Linked DNA regions of Rattus norvegicus: region 2 is linked to region 1. Evidence: chromatin contacts called from public Hi-C data. All regions are on one chromosome and are shown on one strand. The core of a region is the stretch at or near the end of the contact, and the rest is flanking DNA. Distances in the headings are between cores, read along the strand shown.

Region 1 (2,994 bases), core at 423-2,922:
TCTCTTTGCCTAGATGCCTGCAGCTCCAGGAAACTTTGAAAACAAAGATTATTGTTACTTTGTAACAAGAGTGATGGGCGCTAGCTCAGTTAATTAAGTGCTTGCTAAACACAAGTATGAGGAACTGAATTTGAATCCCTAGCACCCATATAGAGAGCCAAGTGTGAACATACACACCTATAACACTAGTGTCAAGGACAAGGAGACAGGAGGAGCCCTAAAGTTTGAAAGCCATACCGTCTAATAGGCAACCCCCGGATCTAATAAAGGGCCTTGTCTCAAAGGGCAGAGGGGTGGTGATCAAGAAAGACATCTGACATCAAGCTGTGGTCTCCACACCAAAAACATCCTCCAACACATAAGGTGGTGAGACTGCATCAGCTCTGTACAGGTTGTCTCCTAAATTGGGAGCATAGAAGAAATAAGTCAGCAGGTGTAACCTTCTACAGCATGATTCAGTGTTTCCAATACATACCAAACATCATGAGGCTGAAGCCACCATGCTCTTGTTCAAATCCCCACATTATACAAAAGCTGCTGGAGCCCAGAGGCACACAGCGCTGGACCGATGCCATATGTCAATGTGAACAGCAGTTTAAAAAAAAAGCAATTTTTAGTGTTTCTAGACCAACACATCCTGCTACAGATGACTGCAGATCACCCAAATAACATCTGAATAAAATGTTGGCTTGTCCTTCTCTTTACCATGATTAAAAAAAAAAACTAGTTTTGACCTGTTTTACTTTCCAATAGGTGCCATAATCCAGACTGGCAGAGGTAAGGGTGCTTCTGGGTAATAAGGAAGGGAAATGTTCATTTCTTCTTGCTATCTACTCATGTGCCCTGGGCCATAGTAGCCCACTGAGATGCTTAAGCAAAGTACAGCTCGTAGAGGCTTAACCCTCACTGTAAGCAGGATGCCCTGATAACTTGCTACAGTAGAGTGGGGGCTCAGACTAGTGGTTCCCTGAAATCCCTCACATGTGTAGTAAGCTCAGCATCTCCACCATCAGTGGTCTATGTCTCTAAACCTAGCTTGGTGGATAATGCAGGGACATCCTCTCCTACCTATCAGGGTCTCCTACAGTTTGCCTGCCCTAATGTACCTCAGTCATGGTTTCCAGGGAAACAAATGGATGTCAGGGTGCATACAGTCCCCAGACTGAAAAGATAGCAATGCCCTGGTGAGCTGTTCAACTCCCCTGGGAATAGCTGAGTCGAGTTTTCTGTGCTCCTCTCCCAGGTCAAGGCAAGGGAACAAATGAGGCCATAAGTGAAACCTGGCCACTCTTATCGCTTTCCTCTGGAGTTGGTATGAGAGAATCGCAGGGCTCTTTAGAGAGGCTAAAATCCACACTGCCTAGGGGTGACTCCAGTTCAGCTTCTCCCAAGCTCCAAGTAGGATGGCTGCTTGGCCTCCCAGGCTAGGCTGCACTGCCCTAACTTACTTGAGTGGTAGGATAGCCTTGCACACTCCTAGGCTGGTGCCCACAAACACCCATGAGCAGAGAGAAGGGGCTCTTGTTCTCAATGTGGAACAAGCAATACTTCCTCCCATGCAGCTGGCGTTTCCTCAAATAGAACAGGATTTGAGCAAACGGCTTTCACTGGCCCTGAGCTGGCAAGAAAAGCTGAGTGTGGCTCAAGGTTTCATTAGAGTTGATGACTCAGACCCTCACTCTCGCTTCCCCATCCTTTGTGGCTCCAACTCTTTCCCAGTTGTCATGCTCAACTGTCAGATTCCCTCTGCCAGGACCTGTTTTGCCAATGTCGGATGTCCTAGCTGCTCAACCTCCCTTTGGAAGGGCCACACCCCTGTCCTCCTTTCCTCTTAGGTCACCTACACTCTGCTCCAGATTCTATTTTGAAATTGATTAGGTCTTGATCAACAACACAGGCTTATTTCCAGAACACCCCCTGTCTGCCTCTGCCTTCATTTGGGCGAGATGAAAATTGATGTTGGCCTGAACCAGAGGCAGGGCATCTTCTGACATTGTTTGCAGCTTTGGGGGCTGATGCTAAGTTGCTCTCAGAATCAGTTGGAGGAAAGTGAGTTCCGAGTGCTGATTCAGCAAAGATTCCTGAGAGGCACTGAACGCAACAGGCTCTACTCCCCAAATCTCCATCTCTACCACCAGCAACTCTTTAAAAAAACATTTATTAACTATTTGTCTGTGTGCATACACATACACGCAAGCCAGAGAACTTACGTTGAGGTCAAAGAACAAGTTGGGGAAGTCCATTTCCTCTTTCCACCCTCTGAGTCCCAGGGACCAATTCAGGTCACTAGTCTTGGCAGCAAGCACTTTGCATACTGAGATGTCTTGCCAGTGTTCTCTGGTCATCTTTTAGAAAGCCAGGAACTGTACTTGGGCTGCGGATACAGAGAGCTCAATTCACCCCAGGATGGAAAGGACCACAACAGAGTTGTTTTTAGGGGACTGACAGAATCTCAGAGAGGTGAGTCCTTGATCCGGCTCCTGCCCCACCCTTAGCTTTGTGTACAACTCTCTCTTCTGCTCTGTGTTTCTTTCAGGCTTCTGCTCACCATTCTCTTTTTTCTGTCTCGCCCATCTCTTCACTGGGCTAGGTAGCACTGTCCACCAACCTCTAAAGGTCTTCCCCAATCATCTAGCCTCTCCCATAGACTCTCATCCATATCCCAACATGCCTCGTTACATAGCCTTTAACCCAAGAAGCAGAACCTCGCCATCTGGCATGTTTTCCTTACCTGTGTATTACACGTTGCCTGGTTCACCAAAGCAAACTGTAATCTGTGCATTTAAGGGTAAGAGCTTTGGGTCTGTGTCCACGGCTATAGCCTCAATATGTAAAGGGGGGGGTGAATAGATAACATTCATGGAGAAATGGCAAAGGCTCCATAAGGATGTAGCTTTAGGAAGCATGAAGGTGAACAATTAACATGTGAGCATTGTCCATACAAAAGCAGAAAGTGAAGGAGCAGTTGGAGAGTGAATTGCAGGGCCGAGGGAT
Region 2 (3,008 bases), core at 27-2,526, 140 kb before region 1:
GAAATTGTTTGAAAAGAAGATCATGCAGACTGGAGAGACAGCTCAGTGGTTAAGAGCATTGGCTGACTTCCAGAGGACCAGGGTTCGATTGCCAGCACTCACAAAGGCAGCTTGTGTGTTGATACTATCTGTATATTCAGTCCTAGGGAATCTGATGCTCTCTTTCTCCTGACCTCCAAAACATGCACAAACGTGGTGCACAGACAAACACAGAGATAAGACTCCCATGCGCATAACATAAGTAATGTAGTTTATTTTTTTTTATTTTCAAAAAGAAAATTCTTGCATTTTCGTTTTCAATGCATCCCTGGATATCCACCATATAACAAGAAAAATGATGCCACACTCCCAAGAATTAAGAATAACACCCCCACCCCAACTCTCCCCAAGTGCGTACACATCAATTCCTAAAGAAATGCAAAGGGCGAAGTTACTGCCTTGGTGCGGTTGCCTGCATGTTCTCAAGGAGGGAGGACGCCAAAAAAATATTTTTCACCAAGTGTGCTTAGAAACTCTGTAGCTGTTGGAGTCACCTCCTGTGTTCTTGCCAAATAACTGAAAGGGAATACACTGGGTGTCTGCGAATGGGGTGTCATTTATGAGTGCTAGAGGAGGGTAGTACCTGGATGTGAACACCGGTGTCTAAGTGATCCGCACTCCATGTCTCCACCGGAGCCCTTGTGTGTGTTTCTTTCAGCTTGCTTCTGGGTGTTCCTGAGTTTGTTTATAGCCACCTCTCTGTGTTGGACCAGGAGACAGCTGTCGTCTCCAGCATGAGCGGGCGCGGGTGTGTCTCGGTGTCTGTGGCTGTGGTTCGGCATAAGTCTGAGCACGTCCCAGTCAGCAGGGTGCGTTTGTGCCTGTGTGTGCGTGTCCGGGTGAGCTTGTTCTTTCTGTTCCTAAAAGAAAATGCACCCACTGCCACTGGCGTCCAGAGACCTTCCAACCCGCACAGGTGACCTACATGAACAGGTAGCACTTCCAGACAGCGCCTGGGTGGTTGGCGGGTCGCACAGCAGTCCCAGATTTCTCTCTCGGGAGCCCCAGCTAGGGTAGCTGGAAGGGAGTGGTGGCCTGGCCTCCGGGGAGCAGCTTGGGCCCCGCCCGGGCCAACCCCAGGAGGAGGCGGGCTAGGCAAGGAGGGTTGGCCCTTAGTGCCTCGCCCCTCCGGGCATGCGACGGTGCCATTGGCTCAAAGTTGCTGCACGTCACTGGGCAAGTCCCCTAAAGTCTAGTGCACATAACGGGCAGGGTGCACTGCAAGGCTGCTTCTCCCGCGTTCAGGCTGCAGCTGGCAGGCATCGCGAGCCCGGAGCACCCACGAGCTCAGTGTGCAGGACGCGCCCCCAGCACAGCCACCTACGGTCTCTGAATGAAGCTTCCAGGAGTCCGCCCCCGGACGGCTGCGCCCCATCGGAGGTGCACCCGCTGAGAGCGTCTGGGCACTGAAAGCCGGTGCGCTCACCTGCCGGCCATGGAGCCACACGGGAATGACAGCGACTTCTTGCTGGCACCCAATGGAAGCCGAGCGCCAGGCCACGACATCACTCAGGAACGGGACGAAGCGTGGGTGGTGGGCATGGCCATCCTCATGTCGGTTATCGTCCTGGCCATCGTGTTTGGCAACGTGCTGGTCATCACAGCCATTGCCAAGTTCGAGCGACTACAAACCGTCACCAACTACTTCATAACCTCCTTGGCGTGTGCTGATCTAGTCATGGGCCTAGCGGTGGTGCCTTTTGGGGCCAGTCATATCCTTATGAAAATGTGGAATTTTGGCAATTTCTGGTGCGAGTTCTGGACTTCCATTGATGTGTTGTGCGTCACAGCCAGCATCGAGACCCTGTGCGTGATTGCAGTGGATCGCTATGTTGCTATCACATCGCCCTTCAAGTACCAGAGCCTGCTGACCAAGAATAAGGCCCGAGTGGTCATCCTAATGGTGTGGATTGTGTCGGGCCTTACCTCCTTCTTGCCTATCCAGATGCACTGGTACCGTGCCACCCACAAGCAAGCCATCGACTGTTATGCCAAGGAGACTTGCTGTGACTTCTTCACGAACCAGGCCTATGCTATCGCTTCCTCTATCGTATCTTTCTACGTGCCCCTGGTGGTCATGGTCTTTGTCTATTCCAGGGTCTTCCAGGTGGCCAAAAGGCAGCTGCAGAAGATAGACAAATCCGAGGGCAGATTTCATGCCCAAAACCTCAGCCAGGTGGAGCAGGATGGGAGGAGCGGGCACGGACTCCGAAGGTCCTCCAAGTTCTGCTTGAAAGAGCACAAAGCCCTCAAGACTTTAGGCATCATCATGGGCACCTTCACCCTCTGCTGGCTGCCCTTCTTCATTGTCAATATTGTCCACGTCATCCGGGCCAACCTCATCCCTAAGGAAGTTTACATCCTCCTTAACTGGTTGGGCTATGTCAACTCTGCCTTCAATCCTCTTATCTACTGTCGGAGTCCAGATTTCAGGATTGCCTTCCAGGAGCTTCTGTGCCTTCGCCGGTCTTCTTCGAAAACCTATGGGAACGGCTACTCTAGCAACAGCAACGGTAGGACAGACTACACAGGGGAGCAGAGCGCATATCAGCTGGGGCAGGAGAAAGAAAATGAACTGCTTTGTGAGGAAGCCCCTGGCATGGAAGGCTTTGTGAACTGTCAAGGTACTGTGCCTAGCCTTAGCATTGACTCTCAAGGGAGGAACTGTAACACAAACGACTCGCCACTGTAGTGTAGGCTTTCTACTCTTTAAGACGGCCCCTCCCTGACAGGACACTAACCAGACTATTTTACTTGAGTGTAATAACTTTAGAATAAAATTGTATAGAGATTTTGCAGAAGGGGCACATCCTTCTGCCTTTTTTATTTTATTTTTTTAAGCTGCAAGTGAGAGAGAGAGGGAGAGAGAGAGAGAGAGAGAGAGAGAAAGAGAGAGAGAGAGACTGTATTTCAGTGCTTAATGTTTTCCTTGTACAGTTCAGTTCCTCTTTGCATGGAACTTAAAAGTT

What was found. Hi-C and Micro-C count contacts between places; a contact is called where the count stands out from the background.
Region 2: a contact with region 1 is called in a Hi-C map of psoas muscle, with 1.7 times the contacts expected there. The contact joins the promoter of Adrb2 here to the enhancer-like site in region 1. A contact is called at or near these places in 2 of 12 Hi-C or Micro-C datasets (liver and psoas muscle).

What each region holds. Positions count from the first base shown.
Region 1 is chr18:57,774,904-57,777,897 of GRCr8, reverse strand. It overlaps LOC120098151 (a long non-coding RNA gene), which reads left to right. Exons shown (of 2, transcript XR_005496182.2): 1 at 1-2,460. Among named protein-coding and RNA genes, the nearest start is that of Sh3tc2, 90 kb to the right of the region's middle. Within about 2 kb of position 1,672, at least 32 of the 93 cell types and tissues checked have an H3K27ac peak or open chromatin away from gene starts, as enhancers often do. A contact at or near this core is called in liver, where this site is marked.
Region 2 is chr18:57,913,070-57,916,077 of GRCr8, reverse strand. It overlaps Adrb2 (adrenoceptor beta 2), which reads left to right and starts at 1,276. Exons shown (of 1, transcript NM_012492.2): 1 at 1,276-3,008. The coding sequence starts at 1,475. The coding sequence ends at 2,731.